Regions from separate parts of the Cricetulus griseus genome. Here region 1 is linked to region 2. The links are chromatin contacts, called in public Hi-C maps. All regions are on one chromosome and are shown on one strand. Each heading gives the region's core, a stretch centred on a gene start, on an enhancer-like site or on the middle of the called end of the contact. The rest is flanking DNA. Distances are from core to core; before and after follow the strand shown.

Region 1 (5,389 bases), core at 2,721-5,220, 96 kb before region 2:
CTAAAAAAGCTATGGGGATCAAGCCAGTAAGCAACACCCATCTATGGCCTCTGCATAAGCTCCTGCCTCCAGGTTCCCACCCTGCTTGAGTTCCTGTCCTGACTTCATTAAAAGATGGACTACAGATGCAGAAATGTAAGCCAAATAAACTCCTTCTTCCACAACTTGTTTTTGGTCATGGTGTTTCATCATAGCAGTAGTACCCCAACTAAGAGACCAGCATAGATGGGGAAGTTGTTCTCCAGGTCCTAGGCATTACTGTAGAGCTACTGGCAGGTGATGCTGGCTGGAGAAGAAAGAACCACTCTTTCTTTATGGTGTGGCCACTAGTAAGTTTTCCAGGCTCCAGTGGATGGTCTCCACACCCATAAACATACAGGCAGCATCAATGGACTTAGTGTGTTATCAAAAAATAGCAAACAAACACAAAAAGGACATGAGGTTGAGAGGGGGATATGCTGGAGGCCATGGGAAGTGTTGAAAGGGCAAAATGGAAAAGGGAGCATATATTGTCTGTTTCATTCTATGAAATTCTCAAAAACAGAGAAAGTTTTAAAACAAAAAAATACAGAAATTCTGGGTTCATTTTCACTTAATAAAAACAAACTTCCTAACTCTATCCACTGAAATCACCTAGAACAAAATGCCAAGTTTTATGTGATTTGATTATTAAGAAGTCCTTATCTTTAGATATATGATGAAAATCCTTAAGGCTTAGCCCAATGTCAAAAAGTCCAAGAAGAGCATTTACTTGGGAGTGAAGCTGGCCATAACATAGTGACAGGATGGAATCAAAGTTTAAATTATCTAACTACATGTTCTGATAGTAAATCTGGCCTTCAATGATAGAGCCTCAAACCCCGGTTAACATGCCCTAACTTTTCCTTCATTTCTTAGAATTTTTCCATTATGGATGTTTCCTGTAAGCAAGAACTAAGTCATAAAAAACTCTACAAAACTCATGGTGTTGTGATTCATATTTGCTTCAAGTTCATAATAAGTTAAGAGATGCATTCTAAAATGTTTACAAGCTGCATATTGGAGTTGTTTTAGTCATTCTAGAAAAGACAATAAAGGAAGACAAATGACCAATGAATTCTCAAAGCATTGTTAATTACTGAATCTGAGTGATAGAGGCTAACTACACAATTCTACTTAGAGATCTTATGGAAACACTGTACAACAAAAAGGGATGTTTTAATCTTAAAAAAAAAAATCATGGCCTATTAACCCCTTCTTCCTGACTCTGTTTTTTAGCCTAAATCTAATAATTGACAAACGATAGATTAAGGAAAATAGAATCTAAGGCAATAAAATTTGGAAAAAATCAAACCCTTCATAACTTTCCCACCAACATACACACACACACACACACACACACACACACACAGAGGGAGGGTGCAGGTATGGGATTCATTACCAAGTAAAGCAAAGGAGACATGTCTCTACTGAATTTGCTTCAAGCACAAATTTAATCAAAGTGGGCAAATGGACGAATGAGTGAACAGATAGAGGAGACACATAAATGATCAACTAACAGAACTCACTAACACAATAACAAACAATGCAAGAGGGGACAAAAAGAAAAAGGCAGGATGCTCTGGCCAGTAAAGTTATGCAACTATTTCTTCTACCAGAGAAATAATTTCTAAGATATAATCTTAACCAAACCCCCTTAGAAGATAAAGGCAAACCAATTCTTATGTCACATAACTTGCAACTTTTGTATAAATGTGAACTAGTCAAATGCCAATTAAGAAGGCTAGAGAAACTAAGCTAAACTTGGAGGTCCAGAACTGAAATTTTTCGATCAACGGAAATGGAAATGAGAAAGGGCTTTCAACTCCTGCATCAGAAACACTTGGCAAGAAACACCTCTTTAAGGGCAAGGGCAAGGGCAAGTCTTATGCTTTCAGAATTTTCCATTCTGAGATCCTTTCTTAAGGGGCTAAATGCAGATAACAAAATTCTCTAACAAGATGTCACAGCAGCTATCTGAAAAGAAACTCTTGTCCTCCCCCCCCCCAGCCACACACACACACACATCCACAGGCAAGGGAGTCTTCATTCACATAGTACAGAAACAAACATAGAATGCTCAACTGGGAAATAGATCTCACTCATAACATAATTCATTATCTCTCACATGTACAACTTTTGAAACTATGATAAAATTCTGCAAGAGTGCTTTTTTTCTAGCCCACTGACTCATGAAAAAATAATCATTTAATATTGGAGCTAAAAAAGATCTAAGAAACAATTTAGTTTAGTCCTTCATCTGAGACTCTTGTAAAGCCAGAGAGGGAAAAACCATATAGTAAGTGACTCGGCTAAACCTAGAATCTAGTCTCTCCAAAATTCAGCATTAGTTTTGTCAAAAAGTGTAACATAACATTGATCACTGAAACAGCTCATTTAGTAACTACACTATCTCCACTGCATTTTATACATTCTCTTTACAAAATTATATTTACCCTACAGCCAGGAACTATTCCATGTGTCACTAAGTATCATTATTTTGTTAGCATACAAACCCCAGGGGAGCCAGGTGGTGGTGACACACATCTTTAATCCCAGCACTCAGGAGGCAGAGACAAGCAGATCTCTGAGTTTGAGGTCAGCCTGGTCTACAGAGTGAGTTCCAGGTCAGCCAGGGCTACACAGAGAAACCCTGTCTCGGCTGAAACGGGGGTGGGGGGAGGCAGTAATATTTCGTGATTAGGCACTTGTGTAACACACTGATCCCTGTCATGCACTAGTCTCAAATAGCCTTTTGTTGTTGTTGTTTTTGCTAGCCCCTTCTTTTCTCTGGTGCCCTCAAACATTCATAGCCTCATTCAACTTATGTTTATAATGGTCTTTTATGTGTTCCAGAAGTTGTTTTAAAAATCAATGTTATTTCTTTTAAAGCTTTGCTTAGAGTCTTGAAAAATCCCATAGCTGGCAAAAGGCAGCTATTAGTAACAACAGACAAGAAACAATATTGAGTTCTATTTTCCACAGAGGTTATTAAAATAGTGACAATGACACAAACACTTAAAGGCATTTTTCAAGCGTCAGGGATGTTATTCAGTTCTTGGGAAGCAGCCTAGTACACTGAATTAAATATCAGGTAGTAACTTAGATACCAGAAAAAATATTAAAATATTATTGTTATAATACTGGGAAATATTTGCAATTATAAAATAAAGTAGACATATCTGCATACAACCATTTACATTTCTAACACCTAGTTAGAATACAAGTATTAAATTATGCTCTTCTATTATCCAGTCATATTCTTTAAATTACCTGGTCAATTCTGAAATAGGACAAGGAGGAGAAGATGGATAATGACTGCCATCTTGTGGGCTTTTACCTAATTACAGGGAAAATATTTCAAACAAAAAATGACATTGTTGGAAGTTTTTTACCCTCATTTACGTAAATCAAGATATCTCCCAGAGGTAGAAATAGTATAAAGACAATCTATATATGTATGTATTTATAATATTATAAAGCCCAAATATACACATGCACACACTCATAACACTCAAGGGATACAGAGCAATTTTAATCATTTAAAAAATATGAACATATTATGAAGGAAAAATGTTCTAAGACCTGTCAGTGCTCTTTTCTTTACATGTGTGCAGATAAATTTGATGTCTTACTGAGCACTTATAATACACTGCAGAAATAAATTTTACAGTTTGTGACACAAAAGCAGACTCAGTTTCTCTTTTACTCCTTTTTATGTACAGAAGATTCATTCTAACCACACCAACATCATCAGATGATTTTCTTCCTTTATTAAGTTAAGCTACTCACTTACAGGAAACATCTCAGGATTTGTCTGAATTGTGGGTATCAATACACTTGCACTTTGAGACCACTATTAATAAAGTAAAATATGGTTACCTAACACTGTTACACCACAACCAATCTGGCAGCCCAGTGACTAAGGAGGGGGTGGCAGTGACACATGCAGCTGAGACACGCAGCTGGACAGAGGGGGACTCCGCCCTGTGTGGAACACCATTAGAACTTACTGTGCTACTCAGAACAGCATGGGATTTAAAATGGGAACTTAACCACTAGAATTTTCTGCTTAATATTTCCAGATTTGGTTAATCACAAGCAAGTGAAACCACAGAAATGGAGACCACAGATAAAGGGGCACATATGTGATATGCAAGGTAAACAATAATTAATGAAAAACAAATTAGTTGCACAAATTAGAATATCAAGAATCAAAGACAGAAAAAATAAAACAATCACTGATTTCATTTTTGGCTGTTTAATTATAAAAGAGTAAAATAAGATATTAATATCCAGTAATATAGCTAATTTTGGCCAAGAATATAATAACAGGCACTTCTCATCTATTTCTTTTTTTCATTTCTTTTTCAAGGCAGGGTTTTTTCTGTGTAGCCCTGGCTGTCTTGGAACTCATTATGTAGACCTGGCTGGCTCAAACTTACAGAGATCCACCTGCTTCTACTTCCCAAGCTGGGATTGAAGGTGTGCTTGACCACTGCCACACCTTATCAACTTCTAGTAGACAAATAAAATGATATAATCCTTATAGGAGATAAGTTATCAATATAGCTAAGGTACTACATATTCACACTTAATAAATTTTGACCAATTCCCATTAGAAAATTATTCTACAGAAATAGTGATATGTTAAGTACTTATGGACACACATAACCACCAAGCATTATTTGTAAGTTGTAAATAATCTAAACACATAAACAAAGGAAAGGTTAAATAACTCATATTATGTCCACACAGCATAGAAACAGAATCTTACCCCACTTTCACAGCTCACATCAAGAACAGTGATAAGGTAGAGACCTTCTAGGAACAGAAACTACATCAAAAAAGACCACGTTAAAAAAAAAATGTTCTGAAGACTTCTTAGCTGGAAAATGAGCTATTTAAAAAGAGCTATTTTGGAATATAAAATGATATTAAAAATAAAAATGGCAAAAAAAAGAGTTCTCATAAGATACAAGAGTGGTTCCAAACTTTATACCATATTTAACAAATCAAATATACACATATTAGTTTGTTTTTGTTTTTAATTTGGTTTGGTTTGGTTTTCTGAGACAGGACTTCTTTGTGTAGCCTCAGCTAATCCGGGACTTGCTCTGTAGACCAGGCTGGCCTCAAACTCACTCTGCCTCTGTCTGCCACCCGAATGCTGGGATTAAAGACTTGCCATCACCACCCAGTCTCCTACTAGTTCACTAATCACATACATTTACTACCTCAGAAAACAATGTGCATTTAAAATATACAAAAATATAGCTGTAGCTCAGTACCAAAATATTTGCCTAAAATTCAAAAGGCCCTGAACTTAATTCCCAGCACTGGCCATCCTACTTTCCCCCCTTCCACTCTA
Region 2 (5,124 bases), core at 1,025-3,524:
TTTCTAACTCAGATTAGACTGTTGGATTGCAGCTCTTGTTGTCTCTGTTCCTTTTCTGGCAGTAAAAATGCGGTTTGGTAACTAATAAACAACACGCTTTAGGACACACAGTCTCTCTCTCTCTCTCTCTCTCTCTCTCTCTCTCTCTCTCTCTCTCTCTCTCTCTCTCTCTCACACACACACACACACACACACACACACACACACACACACACACAGTCACACACACAGTTAGACCCTGTCACTCACTGAGAGGTATCACTCCGAATCTCCTGCCGGGTCCTGGCATTTAGGTTGGAGACCTGAGTTTGCTCTCCTTTCAGCTTCAGAGACGGAATGCTGTAACATCCACCTGGAGCCAGAGGCCAGCCCCTGCAGCAGTGACTGTGAGGAGACCATGGGCAAGAAGCTGCTAAGAACCTTGAGTGAGTATCTCTCTCCCCGACCAAAGCTCCTTACCAAGTAGGGGGCAGAGCATGTTAGGGTCCTTCTCCCAGGGAAAGGCTTGCAAACCCTAAGGAGACACAACTCTGGAGGCCCACAATAGGGACTGAGCCAGTGCCACACCTGTGATGCTGTTCAAATCTGTCCCTTTCCATTGGTTATCTGATGCCAGGAGTCCGCAGACATGCCCCGAGGTCAAATTCTGACCTCCTTCTTTCTCCTGTTTTTTATAGGTAGAGATCTTTGGATCATAGACCCTTTTGTTTTATGTGGCCCCAGTGGCACGGTTAAACAGTCATGACAGAGACCTTAGAGGCTGCAAAACCCATAATACTCACTGCATAATCCTTTGAAGAAAAACTGTGTCCAGGAGACTCCACAGAAAGGAAAGCAGGGGCCAGTGAGATGGCTCGGTGGGTAAAGGTGCTTGCTGCCAAGCCTGAGGACCTGAGTTTGATTCCCAGGGCCCACATGGTGAGAGTAGAGAACTGACTCAGTGGTGGTCTGACCTCCACATGCATATCATGGCACTGGCACAACCACATACACACGTGCAAATGCGCGCGCACGCGCGCGCGCGCACACACACACACACACACACACACACAGAGAGAGAGAGAGAGAGAGAGAGAGAGAGAGAGAGAGAGAGAGAGAGTAAATGTTCTCAAAAAGAGAGCAGTAAGAGCAGTATCCTCCTTAGACAGAGGTCAATGGCAGAGAGAGGACGCAAATGTTCCTCTAAAAACTGCAGAGCTGCAAACAGGTGTCTCTTTCATCTTTGAGAACATTTATATAACCACTGTCACCTGAGCAAGAGTGGGCAGGAGCTGTTCTGAACCTGAGCCCTTAGGAATGGCTCCCAGCTCTACCAACGAACTCCAGTACGGGACATCAAAGACTGGGAAACTAGTACTCTTTGGGGGTGTCTGGCAGTCACTTGAGGTGGGGTTCTCCAGAGAAGGGAGAGAAGGCATTTCAGGGCCTACCCGAGTCTCTTCCATGAACTCCCCGTCATAGGCGAGTGCCTGGGACTGTGGTTTTTCCGAGAGGTTCCTCTTTGGGGTAAGTACTCCAAGGTGTAAATGTGCCGATGTCAGCACCATGGTGCAGGAGGTCCAAAGCCCTCTGCCGCATGCGGTTGAGGAGTCCTCAGCCCACTGAGAGCATCCTCCCTAGCTACAGACTGATGCTGACAACCTGTGTTTCAGGTGGTCGGAAAAGGAAGAGGTCGGCAGACGGAGACAGAGCCTCTGAGGAAAACTCCAATTTAACACCTCTGATCACATGATGAGGGGAAACCTGATTGGCTGGGTGTGAGATTCCAAGGCTTTGGGGAAAGACCCACCCTCCCAACACTTGCTTCCCCCAAGGCCTCCCACCAGTGACAAAACATTCTGCCCTCCACCTCACACCCCTCTCAGTCAGTTTGGCAAGCTTTCCCGGTTGCCTCCAGTTTGACACAGGAGATGCCTGTAATGGAAGGTGCTAGGACTGGTCTTGACCCCAACTGACAATGCCACTCTGAGGCTCCCAGTGATATTCTTTATTCTTTGGTGTCCCTGGGTCACAGGAGACCCATGTCCTGGAATTCACCACCTTTTCTTCCAGAACAAAATGGATGCTCTTTCCACCATAGTCCACGCTTAGCATTAACTCGGGAGGTGACGCAGGCAGAGAAGTGTGTAGAGTCTAGAGGGGAAACTGTGAAGGTTAGTCCCAGGAATGGACACGGATCCTTCTACCAGAACTTCAGAGTGTGGGACTCGCTGTCAGCGCCCGGATTCTCTCCGATGCCTGGGGAGGGGTGAGCCAGGGAGCCTTGAGTCACTATCTCCCAAGGGCGTGTGCGGTTGGGCTTCCAGTGATTAATCACTCCACAAGCCTGCTTCAGAAGAGGAGGGTCAGAGAGCACGGAGACCAAGTTGTGAGCCAGACATGGAACTTCAGGTTTTAAGTGAAAATCAAAGCAGGAAAACAAACTTAACAGTTGTTACAGTGAGTTTAGCCATGGAAAACCAAAGAGTGCCCCGGTCAGCCAGGAAGGATGCCCCGTGCTGTCACGGGACTTCAATGTGCTTGACACAGGAATGTTTAACGCCTATTTTTCTTTTTCACAACCCCCATCCCAGACTGCCAGCCTCTTACTATATCCCTTGCTGGTCAGCTAAGTATTCCAAAAACCTACCACTAAAACAGGGGTTTTAGTCCTGGGCTTTGAGGCAGATGCAATTCCAATCACAACCACAAGATGGCAGAAGGACCATGCATATCTAATCCGAAGAATAATAATGTAGGTATTGGGAAACAGCCAGCCTAAAGGAAAATGTAAGTCAAGCTGGAGTTTGAATTTGAGTTTCTGATTTATTTCCCACCCCTTATATACCTCCTGCCAGTATCCAGAGATGCAGTTCTGCCTGCTGTATCTCCAAGCCACTCCCAAGCCACCTCTTCCCCTCCCCCACTTAGTCAGGCAGATGGACAGCTGATAATTCCTCTATGTTATTTTCGTCTCAAAGGAAAGTGCTCGCCCACAGGAACTTTATTTAACTCAGGGGTTGTTAACCTGGGGCCATTACCCCAGGGGAGTTTGTAGTTTGACTTCAGAGGGCCTATGATGCCCTTGAAACTGTTGGAACTTAGTGTTGTATGTGTTCCAGAGACTTGGAGCTTTCTTGCTATTCTCAAAGTTCCCAGACCCACAAGGGTTTTAGTAGTTTTAAATAGTGGAACTTTCAGCCCGATGTTTCTGCAATGCAGAGTGAATACTGGACACTTTGAGAATGGAGATTAGTTATAAGTGGTCAGGCATTCTTGTCAGTGGGGGAAGGTTGGCACCCACCGAGACAGGGACCTCAGAAATCCTTGACACACCACACAGTATGATTCAACCTACACCCCACATAACGCTTGCCCACCGTCTACCAAACCACAGTTGGCATTGCCGAGAGGGCTACAGACCTTGAGAGGGAAGACTGGAGCCAGGGCTGCCTCTTCTGTGTGTCACTGACTTCACATGCCCTTGCTTAGCCTGGCTGGCCTGAGGCTCAGCCATGCATGTTTTCTAGCTAACCCACCGCCACCACTTGCTGCCTGCTCCTGCCTGGTCAGAATAGATGGTGCCGGCATTCAGTGCTGGGTGTCTCAGACCAAGGCCAGTAAGTGATGAGTTTTGAACAAGAATTGGCAAGGGAGCCTGCTGGACAAAGGAAGCTCCCTCTCATTGTCCCTTAGGCCACCAGGCCCAGACCACTGCTGTTGCATTATACCTTCCCCACTGCAGAACCTCTAAGGAGCCTGTCACCACCCCTTTCCCCACCTCCCAAAACCCCAAATTTTCTTCAGGTTAAAATAAATTTTAAAAAAAGATTTTAAATAAAGTATTTATGAAGGCTTAATAAATTGTAAATAATTTTTAAATAAAATGAAAATGTGTTTCCTGGACTGTGGCCACTTTAATTGCCCATGGAATTTCGGAGTTCTAACGTGTTTTCATCCGTGATGTGTGCTAGACAGTGCACAGATGTAAGCATGTCACATATGGCCCTGCTGCTGGGAGCAGCACTCCACTGGAGGCAAGTGTGGGGCTGGGGTAAGGTGTAGCGGGAATTCTAATTGTTCTTAATAATAAAAACCCGGAGTCAGATATCAGGGTTAATGCTGATGATCAGAAATGCAGAGCAGCCAACCACCAGTTCTTACCTCTACAGAATCTTCAGACTGAATGCCCTGAGCTCCTGTCTCCTCCCACCTTATATTCCTCTCTCTGCCCAGCCAGATCCCTGTCTATGCCTCCTTAGTGCTGAGATTAAAGGCGTGTGACTCCCAAGAACTGGCTCCTCTCTTTTAGACTGGATCAATCTCCTGTAGCCCAGGGTGGCTTGAACTCACAGAGAGATTCATCTGTCTCTGGGATTAAGGGTGTGTGCCACCACTGCCTGGCCTCTATGGCTAACTAGTGGCTAGCTCTGCACTCTGATCTTCAGGCAAGCTTTATTTGTTAGATCATGAACAAAATATCACCACAGTAAGGTTACAGGAAATTTCGGGTACTTCACTTTAGGAGGCCAGATAGGTCAGATTTTACAGGAATGAGTGGCAGATGTGGGAAGTAAGACCTGAGCCTGGGTGTAAATGGAGACGGAGGGGTGTTAAGAGGGTAATGAGAAGGGCCTGCTGAACCCATGTGACTGTGAGAAATGTTCAGGATCTTGGGGACCAGACCCAGACCTGCCTGAGACTCTGCTGCTCACACTGGCAGCTTTCTGCAGACACCTGGGAAGAAGTGGAGATGCCATGCTTCCAGCAAAGGCCAGAAGCAAGGTCAGGGAAGAGGGCCAGCTGTAAGCTAGCTCTGGAGGGTAGGACAGCCAGACAGCTGGCAAGGTGCGTAACGGCACTGTTAGTGGGCTACGCCAGAACAATCAAAGATTCCTCTCGGAGACTCCACAGAGGCTATTCATTCCCTAATACAGTAACAATTGTTTGGCTCTGGGTTTTCCTACCAAGTGTTGTCATAAGGATCCATTAGCTTATTTCTCAAAGGTGCTTGCTGAGAGTGCTTGATAAAGTGGATAACTTCTTAAGGTCGCCCGGACAAGAACTGGCAAATCTGAGTGTCCTGTTTGTGAACAGACAGAAGGTGTGACACTAATCCCACCTCTGAAGTCCACCATGTACCTT

Evidence for each region. Hi-C and Micro-C count contacts between places; a contact is called where the count stands out from the background.
Region 1: a Hi-C map of the CHO-K1 cell line shows a contact between it and region 2, with 2.6 times the contacts expected there. The contact joins two enhancer-like sites. A contact is called at or near these places in 2 of 8 Hi-C or Micro-C datasets (the CHO-K1 cell line and fibroblasts).

What each region holds. Positions count from the first base shown.
Region 1 is chr3:18,166,117-18,171,505 of CriGri-PICRH-1.0, reverse strand. No RefSeq gene overlaps it. Among named protein-coding and RNA genes, the nearest start is that of Hpse2, 20 kb to the left of the region's middle. Within about 2 kb of position 3,970, at least 1 of the 6 cell types and tissues checked has open chromatin away from gene starts, as enhancers often do. A contact at or near this core is called in the CHO-K1 cell line, where this site is marked.
Region 2 is chr3:18,069,016-18,074,139 of CriGri-PICRH-1.0, reverse strand. It overlaps Cnnm1 (metal transporter CNNM1), which reads left to right. Exons shown (of 10, transcript XM_035443066.1): 9 at 324-425; 10 at 1,653-1,732. The coding sequence ends at 1,732. Among named protein-coding and RNA genes, the nearest start is that of Got1, 26 kb to the right of the region's middle. Within about 2 kb of position 2,274, at least 2 of the 6 cell types and tissues checked have open chromatin away from gene starts, as enhancers often do. A contact at or near this core is called in the CHO-K1 cell line, where this site is marked.